Regions from separate parts of the Mus musculus genome. Here regions 1, 3, 4 and 5 are each linked to region 2. Evidence: chromatin contacts called from public HiChIP or PLAC-seq data. All regions are on one chromosome and are shown on one strand. The core of a region is the stretch at or near the end of the contact, and the rest is flanking DNA. Distances in the headings are between cores, read along the strand shown. Region 1 overlaps Patj (PATJ, crumbs cell polarity complex component). Region 2 holds the start of L1td1 (LINE-1 type transposase domain containing 1). Region 3 holds the start of Tm2d1 (TM2 domain containing 1). Region 4 has its middle 32 kb from the start of Atg4c. Region 5 overlaps Atg4c (autophagy related 4C, cysteine peptidase).

Region 1 (2,710 bases), core at 107-2,606, 320 kb before region 2:
AGTGTCTGAAGACAGCTACAGTGTACTTACATATAATAAATAAATAAATCCTTAAAAACATATCAGAGACTTAATGTGTGTGAAAATTGTTCAGATTTGTGGCTTGTTGCTTGTGGTGGAGGGGGACTATCACCAACAGAATGACACACAGAGCAGTTTAACTTCTGCAAAATGAAACAAATTACAGAGAGAGTACTGTTAGGAATTGACTCTTGAGAGTGTTTCCGTGATAAGATATGAATCTTGCCAACTGAAGCACTCTGAGGAACTAACATGATTTTTCTCATGGTATCTTTCAACTTGGATTTCAATATTTTCTCCATATGCAGCTTTAGCATTCTACAATTGCTTTTCTTACATTCTAGGAGTGGGGTGTTTTGACAGTGGGGACATTTAATTTTTTTATGTTCAGTTGGTTTAGGAAAGCTTTCACCAGGCCTTTGTAGGAAACCTAACTTGTGTTCCTGGGAATTTTGGGGTGTCCCGGCAGAGTTGCTACATGTCACCAAGGGAATTGGTGTACTTCCCTCTTGGAGTTCATAGTATTGTTATTGAAAGAATTTGAGGATGGGCTCTGAAGGAAGCTTGAGGACAGTTTTATTAGAGTGTAAAAGAAAAAATCGCAAGGAGAGCCAGCTGTAGACCCAGGCGGCTGCCCAGAGGAGTCAGATGGAGAAGAGAAGAATTCCTACTGTTAGACTGAGTCATGGAGTCCAGCCACACAGTCTTGTGACAAAAAGGGGAGGGGGGGCCTCCAGAGAAAGAGTAAGAACCCTAAAATACAGAAAAGGCATTTTTAGGCTTTGGCCAGCATACAAAGAAAAAAGAAGGGAGGGACAGGAAAAAACTGTGCCTCTGAGTGGTGCTTAGGAGGGCAGACCTAACAGAGCTTCATGGCATTCGGGATAGTTATTCCTCCTATCTCTTCAGGATGGATTAAGGAGGATCAAGCCTTCCTGAGTCTGCTCCCTAAACGAGATGATTGATCTCCCAACTGGAATGTTAAGTCTCCACCCAGGCCAGAGATGCCATTCCCCTGAGCAGAGCAAATAGCTTTCCCTTAATGGGCCCTTAATGCCACTGTAACACTTGTTTGTTTTGCGTGACAGCCTATACAGAGTTCTGGTGGCAGCCTCCACCACTCTTTGGTTTGGATTCTGTTTATTATTTAACGAGTACCTAGTAAATGTTGAGCTTTGAGGACAAAGGGACCAGGATAAATCCTGACCCCTGGCTCTGAAGGGAGTGGACTTTTTTTTTTAAGAACTTCATTAAGACTTTATATGTAATATTATATTAAGCTCATGGATATTTTTCAAGCTTCCTGGTTCAGTGAGCTCTGGAGTTGTGAATCACCCAGGTGTAAAGGTCCAGTTGAAATGCGCACTTCAGTGAGTGCCTGTGCTTTCCCAGCAAGATAGCCAGTGACCTTACTTCCCAAAATCCCAGATAGATGAGCAGATGTTTGTTAGTAGGAAATTGAAGTCTCATGAGCCAACAGAAGTCTGAAAAGTGTTGGCCGTTTTTGGCCTTAATTTTTCTTGGATTTTTTTTTTTGTCCCCCTGAGATAGGGTCTTACTGTGTAGCCCAGGCTGTCCTCAAACTTGAATCCTCCTGTCTTGGCCTCCCGAGTGCTGGGATTACAGGTATGTGGTACCACATCTGACACTTTTACCACTGTTCTATAATTATAAAATTAGTACTTGTTTTTGTGTATTTTTATTGTAGTGGAGAGAATAAAACTTGAGAGTCTCACATGCTATTCTACCACTGAACTAAAATCTTAAGTCCGTATTTTTTTTTAATAAAAATTCAAACAACCCCAAAATCTATAAAGTAAAAGAGACTAATTTTTGTTATTATTTTTCTCTGGTGTTGGGGATTGAATCCAGGCTCTCATGCATACACGCTCTACCACTGAGTTCTAACCTCAGTCCTCAAAGGCTAACTTTTATATTCCTCTTTTCTATTTTCTGGAAGCAATAACTATTGCTTCCTAAATTTTTTTTTCTAGAAAATTCCCCAGTGCACACGTTTCTGTCTTACAGAAGTATGAAAATAACCCAAATATCCCTTAAGTGCTGCGTTTCACAACACTTGTGCATGTTGTACAGTTTTCCTGTTTTATACAAAGGGTAGATTTCCCAGCATGCTCAGTTCTTACATGGATTCAAGATGTCACTCAATTCCAACTGTACCTGTTTCAGGAGTGAGATGCAGATAGCTGTCTGCTGGAGGAGCCCTAGCCAGCAGGTAAATGTCACTTCCCCTCACTTGACGGAACACTGCCAACATGCTTGAAGTGTCGATATAGGAAACCACTCCTGAGTGCATTTTTACAGCCTCTTACTGAAATTCTTATTGTCCATCGAAGTAAAATTCAGTCTCAGAACACGCTTATTTTGAATAGCAAGTGGTTTGTTGGTAAGCAAATGGTTTTGATGCCAGGAATATGTTCCCTTGAGCAGGAGAGAATAATGAAATGCAAAGAATATTTGCTGGCCATTAGAGATGTCATGTAGAACCACAAATCTCTCAGATTTAGAGAAGATTTATCCTCTAGTTCATTGTAGTCAGGATCATATAGCCTGCCCTGTTGAATTAGGTTTTTAATCACATGGTAACCAAACATGACCTGCAGGTGCATAGTTATGGCTTTTAAGAAGATATGATGGAGCTAGGCATGTAGGTGGACTGTATAGTGTGAGC
Region 2 (2,792 bases), core at 230-2,729:
TCTTCATTTGACAAGAGGCTGTAGCACATGCCAGTCATAATCCTGGGTACCCGTGAAGTGAAGGAAGCTGTGAGTGAGAAAGAAAGTCCTGCCCGTTTGGAATTACGTTCCAGGAGGAAGTGGGGAATGGGAAGACATGAAAAGGGAATGCAGCAATTGAACACATTTGGCTCCTGATCATTGGGAATTAGGAACCGGGTGAATGAAACAAAGCCTAGGGTGCAGCCTCAATCCCAGCTCGTGGTTGGCTAAAACGGCCTGGAGTCTGAGGTCAATCTCAGCTACACAGGAAGTGTAAGGAGAGCTTGGGCTGAGTAGCAAGGCATTATCTCCACTAGGTGGGGGTAAGGAGGACAGAGGACTATCAAAGAGCTTTGTGGTTGGAGACAGTGTGTCTTCTTTAGGACAGTTAAAAGTTCACTTATGGGCTGGAGAGATGACTCAGCGGTTAAGAGCACTGCCTGCTCTTCCAGAGTTTCTAAGTTCAAATCCCAGCAACCACATGGTGGCTCACAAAAATCTGTAATGAGATCAGATGCCCTCTTCTGGTGTGTGTCTGAACACAGCTATGGTGTACTTGAAAGAAAGAAAGAAAGAAAGAAAGAAAGAAAGAAAGAAAGAAAGAAAGAAAGAAAGAAAGAAAGAAAGAAAGAAAGAAAGATAGTTCACTTACACGAACTTTAAATGAGGCCACTTAAAGATCTTTGGTTTTGTTTTTAAAGAGAAGTCTCACTACAATGCCCAAAGGAACCCCAGTTGCTATGCACAAAGGGGTACTCCTGCCTTCAGGGTAGCTGGAGGTCTATAGGTGCTGCCACCATCCCCGGAGGAGTTAATCTTTGACCTGAGACCTAGGGATGGAACAAAGTCAGCTTTGAAAGAAGTGCGAAAGTACGGATTGGTGGTGCAATTCAGTTGGAAAACCTTGCAAACACAAGGTTTGTCCCTAGCACAATCCCCTCGCCCCTCCTCGAGCCCGCCCCCCCCCCCCAACTCGGCTCACTCCACTATCTAGGGAGGTGGAGGCCAAAAGATAAGGAGTTTGGAGTTAGCTACATGTAGAATTACAAGTTGAGAAGATTTTTCTCAAAACAAGACCTGGGAAAAGAAGTTACATAGAGAAAGCTAGTGCAAAGGCCCTGGAGAGTGAGAAAGGTTCTGAGAGGTGTCGGAAGGTCGGCTACATCATCAACTGGCTTCAAGAAAGGCGTGACACCGAGGTTCTGTCCCTGAAGTCAGGACAGGGGTGCTGGCTAGCGTGAGGCCAGAGAGCAGCGTTTGGGCGATTTTTATTTTATTTCATTTTTTGATTTGCGCCCTAACTGGCTCCTAGCGAGTATGGCTTCTGGGCGTGGGCCACCACGCCTTGCGGGCTCAGGCCCCCACTGAGTTTTGGGAGGGGGCTAAGGAAGCGGGTGGCGAGGGGGTTGGGCCTAGAAACCTGCAAACTTCGCCTAGGGAAGGGAGGAGTCTGCATGAGACCCAGCGAGTCTCTCCTGCGGTCAGACGCCCAGCCCTGCTTTTGTCAGCGTGTGTGACCTCAGGGCTGCACCTCGTGGCTCTCAGGTAAGGCTGCTCAGGGTTAAGCCCCAGATGTCCCCGTGTTTCTCACCCTGCTCTGCCTGGCCGGCCCTGGGGTGGGCAGTGAGAATTGCTCCTGCACCCGGAGAGTGCCGTGACAGTGGGGGACAATGAGACAGCGGGGCGGCAGCTGCGCGAAGGCGGAGGTGAGCTAGAGCGGCTGCTAAGAGCCTGGGGGACCCCGGCTTTCAGCCCCTTCCCAGCCTCCACCCTCAAACGCTTTCCTCTGTCTTTGACTGGGAAGGAGTTTCCATCAGTTTCTTAACAAAGTTTGCTAGAAAACCGGGCATTAAAGGTGTCTGTTGAATCCTGACACACAGGGCAGAAGCCACCGTCCTCGGGCCCTCTCTTTGCCACCTTGAATTTGGATCCGGGGTGTTCGATCCCTTTTTGCCGCCTTCTCCTTACGCCCACCCCAGTGTCCTTGTTGATAACTTGCAGATACTATTTAAGCACATTTGAGAACGTTTACTGGTCATAGGCGTGTGGGTTTCTACGTAAGTCATAACTTGACTTCTGGGCTACGCACTTAATTCCAGGCGCTGTGAAACGCGTGGACAGACCAATCCCGACCTGAGGAGAGCTGGTTCCTTCCTGGGGAAGGCGCAGATTTGGGTAAGCTGCAGAGTGTGCTCGCAGGGCACGGAGAAGGTCCCTCTGGAATGTGACAAGTGTCTTGGATTGAAGTGAGAGTGGGTGTTGCGTGTAATTTAGGGAGGGTTCTTAACCTAGTGTCGGGATGTTTGAGAGCGTTGACCCCCCCCCCCCTAGAATCGTTTAAATCCCCGAGTTTGAAGCATAAAATGAGTCGGGCCTTGAACCTAGTGCTAGGAGACCGAGGTAGGTGCATCACTTGAGTTCGATGCCAGCCTGTACTACATACTGAAGTCCAGGACAGCAAGGGCCATATAGAGACCCCGACTCAAGTAGACAGGTAAATAAAAAAATAAGCACAAACATAGGTCCTTTGAGGTCTGAGGCAAAAAGGCACCATTGAATGCTCTCTTGAACTGTTTTAGTGAAACCCTGTCTCAAAACGTTGAACAAGTATGTGAGCTTTTTTTTCTCTTCCCATCCAATATCCTATATAGTCTGATGCTTATCCCTAAGCTTTCTGGTAAGGTGCATAACTGAGCCAACTGCTGAGACCACATTCCACCGCAGCTTGATTTGCATTTTAAATAGTTTAGTGGCGGGGTGCTTCCTCGTCG
Region 3 (2,750 bases), core at 42-2,541, 340 kb before region 2:
CTGCCTGGCAGATTCTCTTAATTGTAAGATTTTTCTTAAGACTCTTTCTTGCTTCTGCAGGTTTGAGGATCTGTACACAAATGTCTGAGGCACTGTGTCAGTACCCAAAGTTTTGTTCAAACATAGTTTTTTGAGTATAACACGAATTTCACCTTGTTGCTCTGCGGTGCGCTAATGTAATAAGACAGTTCACCCATTCCTAAATCAGATTTCTCATCTGTAAATAAACACCCAACGAAACTGTTGTGGTAATTAAATTAGCATAAATGCTCCCTTAAGTTGGTAGTCACTGGTATAAGTATGTTTTAGACTTAAATTATTTGCTCATTCAAAAGCCCCCACCCCTAACTATGGCCAGTTGATGGCTGCTAAGTTAGAGAGTCATAGGTTTAAGTCCCAGGTAAGGCAACCATGCTTCAGCGAATAGCCCCATACCACTGTAGATATGAACAGCACATATCTGACTCCCTGTGTTAGTTTTCTTTTTTTTTTTTAAGTGTGTGTGGTAGGGGTCGAGGTTAAGGGGGAGTGGGAGGGAAGACAATGTAGAAGGAGTTTGAGGTTGAATATGATCAAAATCCACTGGGTGAAATTCTCACAAAGAACTAATACAAATATTACATTTTAAAACATCCAAGAGGATCTCTAATTTTAAAACATAATAATAAGTTGTCTAAAATCACAAAGTGAAGCCATCTGAGGATGGCTGTAGGTGATATATGTTACGTTAATGACAAGTGAGACACATGCATTGGTTCACTAGTAATTACTTGTCTCCCTCAACACCTGCAAACTTTCAGGAACGCGTCGAACAATTTTCGCATCTTTTGTGTCTGGGACACAACCTAGATGTGTGTGTGTGTGTGTGTGTGTGTGAGTAAGTGGGCAAGCCGGTAAAATCCATGGTCAATCGGAGAAGGAAGTGCCAACCACTGATCGGTCCAGGGAAAGCCCACGGTGCTCGCCCTTCGTCCCCACAGCCCTCCTCACCTCCCGGGGTCCAATGGTCACTAGAGCCACAGCGGAGGCCACGGTCCCCATCCCACAGCCCGGGGTCCAGCTGACCGCCTGAGAACGGCGGCTTTCCGGAGGATATTGTCCCACCCTGAGGTCCTCACACTTGGGTGTCTCCTCGCCCCCGACAGCGCCAGAGGCAGCAGCCCCACAGTGTCCCGCGGCGACCGTCACGAGCCACAGGGTGCGGAGAAGGCCCGGAGGCCCCGCCGCTGGGGAAGCCCGACCCGCGGGCCAGGCGGCCGCCATGTTGGGCACCGCGTCCTCGCGCTTCCGGTTCCGCCTCCTAGAGAAGGAAGGGCCTTAAAGGGGCCTGGCAACCGTGGCGCAGCTTAGGGCTTCTAAAGGCTACTCCCTAGGATAACTTGGCACAGCTACATCAGCGAGGTTTTCGAGGGTTGTTGTTGTTGTTGTTTAAATATGTTCGCTTGTTATCTTTGAGCAGGGACCATCTTAATCTCTGTATCGTTCCAATTTTAGTATATGTACTGCCAAAGCAAGCATGGAAACTTTAATAATAATAATAATAATAATAATAATAATAATAAAAACATGCCCATGTCCCAGGGAGACTGCTCAGAGTGTAAAGGCACTTGTTCCGGAGCCTGAAAATTATTTAAATTCAATCCCTGGAACCCACATGATGGAAAAAAAAAAACGGATTTTCACATACACACACACTTTTTAAAAAACTGAATAATTATATAAAAAAATACACGTTTGGGAGTCTTCTCTAGTAGCTTCCCTGAGAACCCTCACAAGGAGACAGAAACTGCTCCTTCTGATGAGCCCCAGCTCCTGGTGGGCACCAGTGTTGATCCTGGAGGCTCTAAAGGATGAGGGTTTCCCTAGGGTTGGAAGAATTTAGATTTAGACTATCTAGAAGTGACCCAAGTGCAATTCTAGATTGCTGTAGACATTATATAGTGGACAAGTGTTCGAGGACAGAATATTGGGCTGAAGAGATGGCTTAGGAGTTGAGAACACTTGCTGGTCTTACAGAGAACCAGGTTAGGTTCCTAGCACCCATGTATTGGCTAAAGCCCTGTAATTCCAGTTCCAGATTGAAGGTCCCCTTCTAGCCTTCTCAAGCTCTATGCACATATTTGGCTCCATGGGTAAAATCCTTTGTTGCTCTGCCTGACAAATGAATTCAATCCCTGGGACCCACAAGGTGGAAATAGCAGACAAAACACTCACATGCATAAAATAAAAATAAATATTGAAAAAGACAGAATATCAGTTATACATCTTACACAATGATAAAAGAACCTTTCCACTTAACTACTACTTGGACTCAGAATGTTCTAGTGATTTTTTAAAATACAACATAAACCCAAAGGACTAAAGGAAGCAATTCTGTGCCTCAGGATTATTGAAATTATGATAGAATTAGATGGTTTCCTGCTGAGTGCAAGAATACTGCTGATCTGTGTATCAATTTTAATACAGATTTAAAACAATTACTTAGAACTGCTGATGCTTTGCTGATTAATCCCATTACTGGATCTATTTTATGGCTTTAGTGATTATCTTTATTCTCTTCCACAATATGTAAATTTAAAAGAATTAAAAGGATTCTGTAAGACAGCAATGAAACTATAAAACTTTTGACTCCTGAGCTGGGATAGTGGTAGAGTTGCCTAGCAAGCACAAGTCCCTGGACATAGTCCCCTGCATCCCATGGACAGAAAATTGACTCTTGAATTGATGATGTATTAAAGTATTGATGATGT
Region 4 (2,777 bases), core at 4-2,503, 440 kb after region 2:
GAGCGCAGTCTTAGTTATCCCAAGCAAGTGAGGCAAAATGAACTTCCATTCTTTTGTGATGACTCCTCAGCAAGCACAAGTCAGTTAATCTGTTGCCTAGGTTACCAGCCACGGAGGGGCGGGGGGGGGGGAGGGGGGACCAGCCAAAGGGAGACAAAAACAAGGGCAGTCCCAATTTTTTGGTTATTGTGAAAGATGCCACAATAATGCTGTCTCTTCATGAAAAACAAGACTTCTAGCTCAAGATCCTTCAGGGAATTTCTGTCTTAGGAAATAAGAGGGATAAGAGTAGTAAGATTTGCTTATTTAATACTAATTTAAAATCCATTCAATCATAAGTGAAGCCTTCATCTAATGTTCTAAGGAGTAATAACATCCATTGGAAAACAAAAAAAGCTATTGTTCTTTTAAACTATGTGTAACTTCCAAAAATAAAACTTAAAATTTATATGAAAAAAAAATAAAAATAAAATAAAATCCAGATGTTGGTGAGACCCGCCTGCCAATGTCGCCTAGACTTGTACTAGTTACTACCCGAGAATGAGGAGAGGAGAGCATCGGATGTGGAGACACTATGGAAGAGAGATGGTAAACTGCAACCAAACACAGACATACCAAATTCTCTTCGCAGTATTGGAGACTTTGAATGTGTTGGGAAAATGTTCTACCACTTTGGGCTACAATTGTCAACATAATGTCAAAATTTTTGTGTATTGTCTTTCTGGTTTCTGAGGCTCTATCTTTCTTTCTCCCCCACCCCACCCCCCTTTAGATGCATTGGACCATATCTAAACTCCTAAACCAAATACACATTGGTTTCTTTTCTTTTTTTTTTTTTACTCGAAAAGATATGGATTTATTTTTACAATGGTTACACCCTCCCCCTCCCTCTCCCACTTTCCCTTTTCTCTAATAGTCCTGTATTATTCTTCCCACTCAATAGTAGAGAACAGCCCAAAGACTTCCTCCCACAACCTACTTACAGGAAAGAATAAAAACAATTCAACTCCAGCTGGGCCTGCACAAAAGCCAGGAAGCTTTCTTGGATCTGGGAGTCTTGTGGGAGCAGCTAGCAGCTTAGGTGCTTTCTGGCAAGTTTTGATTCTGCTCTTGCTGCAGAAACCGTAAGCTGCCCGACACTGACGATATTCAGTAATCGTTGCCAAGTTTAATTCCAGTTGGGTTGTTTGGAGGGCTTGAGTGACCACGGGAGAAACATTTTTATAAAGCTCCTTGTTTGGTGCACTGGCAATTTGCTCAGGAAATGTGAGTCAGTCTCCCTCCCTCTGTCTCAGAAAAAAAATAGCTTGATTTCTCTCCTCTAAACTGGAGGCTAGCCCATAAATATGACCATCACACTTGGCCTCACCTTGGAACGAGACCTTCAGCTGCACTGCAGAAGCAGTGTTTGTCTCAGGAAGTACAGACCCAGAGAATGCGTAAGCTAATTTCTTTACAGTGTCAAACCGTAGGACAAATGGATAAGGTGCGCATTTAACATATCACAGTGGACCTGCAAATGGTTATTAACATATCAAAGTGGACCTGGCTACTTGGTTCTCCCAGCATCCCTCAGTCCCTACCTGTTGCAGGGCCCTCCTGGATGCCTCCCACCCTAAACTTCTCCAGGACAGGGACTGGGCTGTCCTTCCTGTCAGCTGCCCTTCGATATATAATCCAGCCATTTTGATTACCTGGTCTTTTCAGTCTACTCTCTTTTGGGCTTCCTGGCTACCTCACTTGGTTCCCTGAACTCTCCCCTCTCCCTTCCCCTCTCTCCTCTCTTCACGTGGCTCAGGGTCCTGTCCACTCTGGAGTCTCCCAGATGCCCCTGCCTCTGGCTATGTTTATCTGTAATATCTATAGTAATATCTATAATAAACATTCTCCTCCACCATACACCGATCAGTCTTGTTCCTTTCCTTTTTATTTCTTTTTTTTCATTCACTTTTAGACAATAAGCAGATACATTTTTAATATTTATCTTTATGCATCCATTTAAACAAACTCATGTGTTAACCCATAATTTCATGCATGTTATTGCTTAAGATTAGGTTAAATAAAGTTTAAAAGTCCAAGGAAAACAGGGAGGAAATAACGATTGTCAGGCAGACCTCCAGCCTCTGAGAGCAGCAGCCCAGGAGTTCAGCAAACTGAATGGCATATGGATAGCTGATGTTTCCAGAAACATTATCCAAATAAAAAAAAGACCTAGGATTTATCTCCAGCAGAATGCTATCAAATTCAGTCTTGCTACTGAGCAGTTCTATACTGTAAGCAACTTCACAAACCTCTGAATGGGCACCCTCATTTGCAGTATAAGGATAAAATCCATCACAAAGTTCTTCACATAAACTAAGATGCGAGATTTCAGTTTAGGATTATACTGAGAACAGCTCACGCTCGCTAAGAGCCACACCCTATCTGACTCTTTCTTAACTGCGTCTCCCGACTCTTATTTATTGTCATTTATCTTACATTAAAGTCTTGAAGCAATAAAGCAAGCAATCAGTTCTCTTAGCCAACAGTGGCGTCAGAAAATGCTCGTACTTCTAGGAGACAGAAAAGCTCCAGAATCGGGCTCTGTTTTCGGGTGTAGGATATTGGACTTTCTCCTCGTATGTACTGCAACACAAAACAAGTATGTGATTATCAGCTTTATGTTCCCCCTCCCCCAAGTAAGCCATCTCTCCTTTCTCCTAACACGTTTGACGGTTATGGGATTGCTTTCAGAATCAACAGGCTGTGATTCACGGTGAGTACAGTCTGGCATAACT
Region 5 (2,836 bases), core at 227-2,726, 470 kb after region 2:
ACCAGAATGGCCTCAAGCCCTTAGAGATCCGCCTGCCTCTGCCTCCTGAGTTTAGTGTATTTGAATAATGGAAAATCACTCAGATTCTTTTGGTATCTCTTATCTTTGAATGCAGAAGGGTAGGGCTATAGGTGAAAGCTTCTGGAAAGACTTTGGTATCTGTTTTGAGTTTGCATGTGACATATTAAAACTATTTACAATAGTGTGAGTTTGAATGTAACCCCTACCCCCACCCCCAAGGCTCCTAGGGAGTGGCTCATTTGAAAGGCTTAGGACTCCTGGCTTTGTTAAAGTAGGTGTGGCCTTGTAAGAGGAAATGTGTTGTTAGAGGTTTCAGATGCTTAAGCTTGGCCTGGCCTGGTGTCTCTCTCTCTCTCTCTCTCTCTCTCTCTCTCTCTCTCTCTCTCTCTCTCTCTCTGCCTTTGAGTCCATATGTAGAACTCACCTACCTCTCCAGCACCATGTCTGTCTGTGTGTCCCCATGCTTCCCAACATGACAATAATGGACCAAACCTCTAAAAACATAAGTCAGCCCCAAGGAAATATTTTTTTTTAAAGATTTATTTATCATATATAAGTACACTGTAGCTGTCTTCAGTCACACCAGAAGAGGGCATCAGATCTCATTACAGATGGTTGTGAACCACCATGTGGTTGCTGGGATTTGAACTCAGGACCTCTGGAAGAGCAGTCAGTGCTCTTAACTGCTGAGCCATCTCTCCAGCACCCACCCCCGCAAGAAATATTTTTGTTTATAAAAGTTGCTGTGGTCATGGTGTCTCTTCACAGCAGTAAAACCCTATGTAAGACACTGAGTGGTGCCTTATTAAATAACTTTTAAAAAAAATATATTTTTTTTGGTTTGAGATTTGACAGTCAATAGGGCATCTGGCTAAATTTTAACTTCACTTACTTGGTTCATATATGAATGCACATGTACATAGAGCAATACAGACATGCCTGTTTCCTTCAGAATCTCTCAATTGTGTGCTTTTTGGTAGGCACTGAGTCAGTCCAGCCAGTTTAGATTCTATATTTCACAGTGGTGGGAATAGTGTAGAGTATATGACAAAGTATTTGGGCTTTGGAGTCAGTAGATTGAATTCAGCGTCTCTTGTTACGTACTAGAGTACAGCCATACAGAGCTGGGCAGAACAGCTTAGACACTGAGAATAGTAGAGCTGGCCTTACCCTTGTCATAAGGGTCAGGAGAGACAGTGTGTGCCCAGGCTCCCCAGCGTCCCTGGTGCAGTTTTGGTGTTTGCGATCCGGATGTGTAGTCTGAGATCACGTGACTTTGGTGACTGAGCTTTAGTTGTATTGCTTGGTAGTTGTATTTGGCTTTGGAGAAAACAGTATCTAATTTTTAAGCCTTTTCTATTCATTACGGTCCTGAGATGACTTAGCCTTGGGTTCTCAGGCAAGTGTCTGATCGGTTTGTGATTACTCACCCTGTGAGCCCTCATGGGTGGAGGAGGAAGTAGTTAAGCGGCTCTCGAGTCAGCCTAATCTCTACCTTTCCCTGGAAGCCCAGGCTTAGGCTGCTAACACTGCCCCTCGTGGGAGCTGGTTCCCGTGGGCGTGCTTTCAGTATTTACACGTACACAGGCGCTTCTTTCTTCCTGGGCTATGTGGAAGTAAGACAACACCCTTATGACCCATCCCTCCTAAGCACTTCCTCATGCAGATTTAATAATTATATCATTTTCTTACAACCAAGCCACCGTTAGTATGCCATAGCACCGCAACCTTAATGCTATCTATTGGATTTTCAATATTCAAAACCCCGATTTTCCCAAACAAGACAACAATATCACCATAGCTTTAAAAAAACAATAAATCTAGTTATACTTCATAGGATATATTGAGTTGTCACCTTTCTGTTTTCTCTTCTCTTTATCCTTTTGCAGTGCTGGAACGCAGACCTAGGGCATCTGGCCTGTGCGTGTGGGCAGTTGCTTCTCCCAGCCGTCTCTCTTTTCTTTTTTTACAGAGAACATCTTCTCCCCCTCTCCTGCTTGCTCCCTCCTTCTCTTCTGTTCTCATTTTTAAAGTCAATTGATATTTTTTGTGAGTACAAACCAATTATTTTTGCTGAGAGTACCTCACAGAATTGATAAGTCTTATCACCTCATAACAATTAGGTTCTGGGTGTCCTGGTTAGCTTTATTGTTGCCTGGGAAGAGGGAACCTCAGTTGAGGAGTTGAGGAGTTGCCTTCAATAGACTGACCTATGGGCATGGGCAGGTGGTTTCCTTGATTGATAATTGATGTGGGAGGGCCCGTCCCACTGGGCAGTGCTACTGTAGGGCAGGTATTTGTGTGTGGTGTAGAGAAGCAAGCCAGCAGTCGATGTTTCGTCATGGTTTCTGCTTTAGTTCCCACCTCCTGGTTTAGTTCCCACCTCCTGGTTTAGTTCCCACCTCCTGGTTTAGTTCCCACCTCCTGGTTTAGTTCCCACCTCCTGGTTTAGTTCCCACCTCCTGGTTTAGTTCCCACCTCCTGGTTTAGTTCCCACCTCCTGGTTTAGTTCCCACCTCCTGGTTTAGTTCCCACCTCCTGGTTTAGTTCCCACCTCCTGGTTTAGTTCCCACCTCCTGGTTTAGTTCCCACCTCCTGGTTTAGTTCCCACCTCCTGGTTTAGTTCCCACCTCCTGGTTTAGTTCCCACCTCCTGGTTTAGTTCCCACCTCCTGGTTTAGTTCCCTTTAGCTGCTGCCTTGACTTCCCTCCATGATTTAAGAATTCTTGAAACAATTTTCTGCTGTGCCTTATCATCTGTTACCATGATTCTGGTTTATTTTATTTTATTTTTTTAAATTTTTTAAAATGAATGT

The links. HiChIP or PLAC-seq counts read pairs in DNA pulled down with a chosen protein or histone mark.
Region 1: a contact with region 2 is called in an H3K27ac HiChIP or PLAC-seq map of extraembryonic endoderm stem cells. The contact joins the enhancer-like site here to the promoter of L1td1 in region 2. A contact is called at or near these places in 3 of 39 promoter capture datasets (embryonic stem cells, liver and stem cell-derived epiblast-like cells) and 6 of 115 datasets of contacts at active chromatin or transcription factors (craniofacial prominence, embryonic stem cells, epiblast stem cells and 2 more).
Region 3: a contact with region 2 is called in a CTCF HiChIP or PLAC-seq map of the NIH/3T3 cell line, with 8 read pairs. The contact joins the promoter of Tm2d1 here to the promoter of L1td1 in region 2. A contact is called at or near these places in 6 of 39 promoter capture datasets (the 3T3-L1 cell line, 3T3-L1-derived adipocytes, embryonic stem cells and 1 more), 1 of 15 datasets of contacts at CTCF or cohesin (the NIH/3T3 cell line), 7 of 115 datasets of contacts at active chromatin or transcription factors (craniofacial prominence, embryonic stem cells, epiblast stem cells and 2 more) and 2 of 9 other capture datasets (embryonic stem cells and pancreatic islet).
Region 4: a contact with region 2 is called in an H3K4me3 HiChIP or PLAC-seq map of stem cell-derived neural progenitor cells, with 14 read pairs. The contact joins the enhancer-like site here to the promoter of L1td1 in region 2. A contact is called at or near these places in 14 of 39 promoter capture datasets (the C10 cell line, the HPC-7 cell line, HPC-7-derived erythroid cells and 9 more), 1 of 15 datasets of contacts at CTCF or cohesin (the NIH/3T3 cell line), 14 of 484 Hi-C or Micro-C datasets (CD4 T cells, the HL-1 cell line, Th1 cells and 10 more), 11 of 115 datasets of contacts at active chromatin or transcription factors (embryonic basal ganglia, embryonic stem cells, epiblast stem cells and 4 more) and 1 of 9 other capture datasets (adipose tissue).
Region 5: a contact with region 2 is called in an H3K27ac HiChIP or PLAC-seq map of epiblast stem cells, with 6 times the contacts expected there. The contact joins the enhancer-like site here to the promoter of L1td1 in region 2. A contact is called at or near these places in 23 of 39 promoter capture datasets (the 3T3-L1 cell line, 3T3-L1-derived adipocytes, the C10 cell line and 14 more), 10 of 484 Hi-C or Micro-C datasets (adipose-derived mesenchymal stem cells, embryonic stem cells, extraembryonic endoderm stem cells and 4 more) and 23 of 115 datasets of contacts at active chromatin or transcription factors (the NIH/3T3 cell line, astrocytes, bone marrow-derived macrophages and 12 more).

The regions. Positions count from the first base shown.
Region 1 is chr4:98,400,410-98,403,119 of GRCm38.p6, forward strand. The region is part of intron 1 of Patj (PATJ, crumbs cell polarity complex component); the gene reads left to right. Among named protein-coding and RNA genes, the nearest start is that of Patj, 5.9 kb to the left of the region's middle. Within about 2 kb of position 1,357, at least 81 of the 459 cell types and tissues checked have an H3K27ac peak or open chromatin away from gene starts, as enhancers often do. A contact at or near this core is called in epiblast stem cells and extraembryonic endoderm stem cells, where this site is marked.
Region 2 is chr4:98,725,275-98,728,066 of GRCm38.p6, forward strand. It overlaps L1td1 (LINE-1 type transposase domain containing 1), which reads left to right and starts at 1,480. Exons shown (of 5, transcript NM_001081202.1): 1 at 1,480-1,566; 2 at 2,121-2,196.
Region 3 is chr4:98,381,974-98,384,723 of GRCm38.p6, forward strand. It overlaps Tm2d1 (TM2 domain containing 1), which reads right to left and starts at 1,292. Exons shown (of 7, transcript NM_053157.2): 1 at 1,097-1,292. The coding sequence starts at 1,263.
Region 4 is chr4:99,160,553-99,163,329 of GRCm38.p6, forward strand. No RefSeq gene overlaps it. Among named protein-coding and RNA genes, the nearest start is that of Atg4c, 32 kb to the right of the region's middle. Within about 2 kb of position 1,254, at least 70 of the 459 cell types and tissues checked have an H3K27ac peak or open chromatin away from gene starts, as enhancers often do. A contact at or near this core is called in the HL-1 cell line, the NIH/3T3 cell line, adipose tissue and 2 more, where this site is marked.
Region 5 is chr4:99,198,630-99,201,465 of GRCm38.p6, forward strand. The region is part of intron 1 of Atg4c (autophagy related 4C, cysteine peptidase); the gene reads left to right. Among named protein-coding and RNA genes, the nearest start is that of Atg4c, 6.1 kb to the left of the region's middle. Within about 2 kb of position 1,477, at least 144 of the 459 cell types and tissues checked have an H3K27ac peak or open chromatin away from gene starts, as enhancers often do. A contact at or near this core is called in the HPC-7 cell line, adipose-derived mesenchymal stem cells, bone marrow-derived macrophages and 7 more, where this site is marked.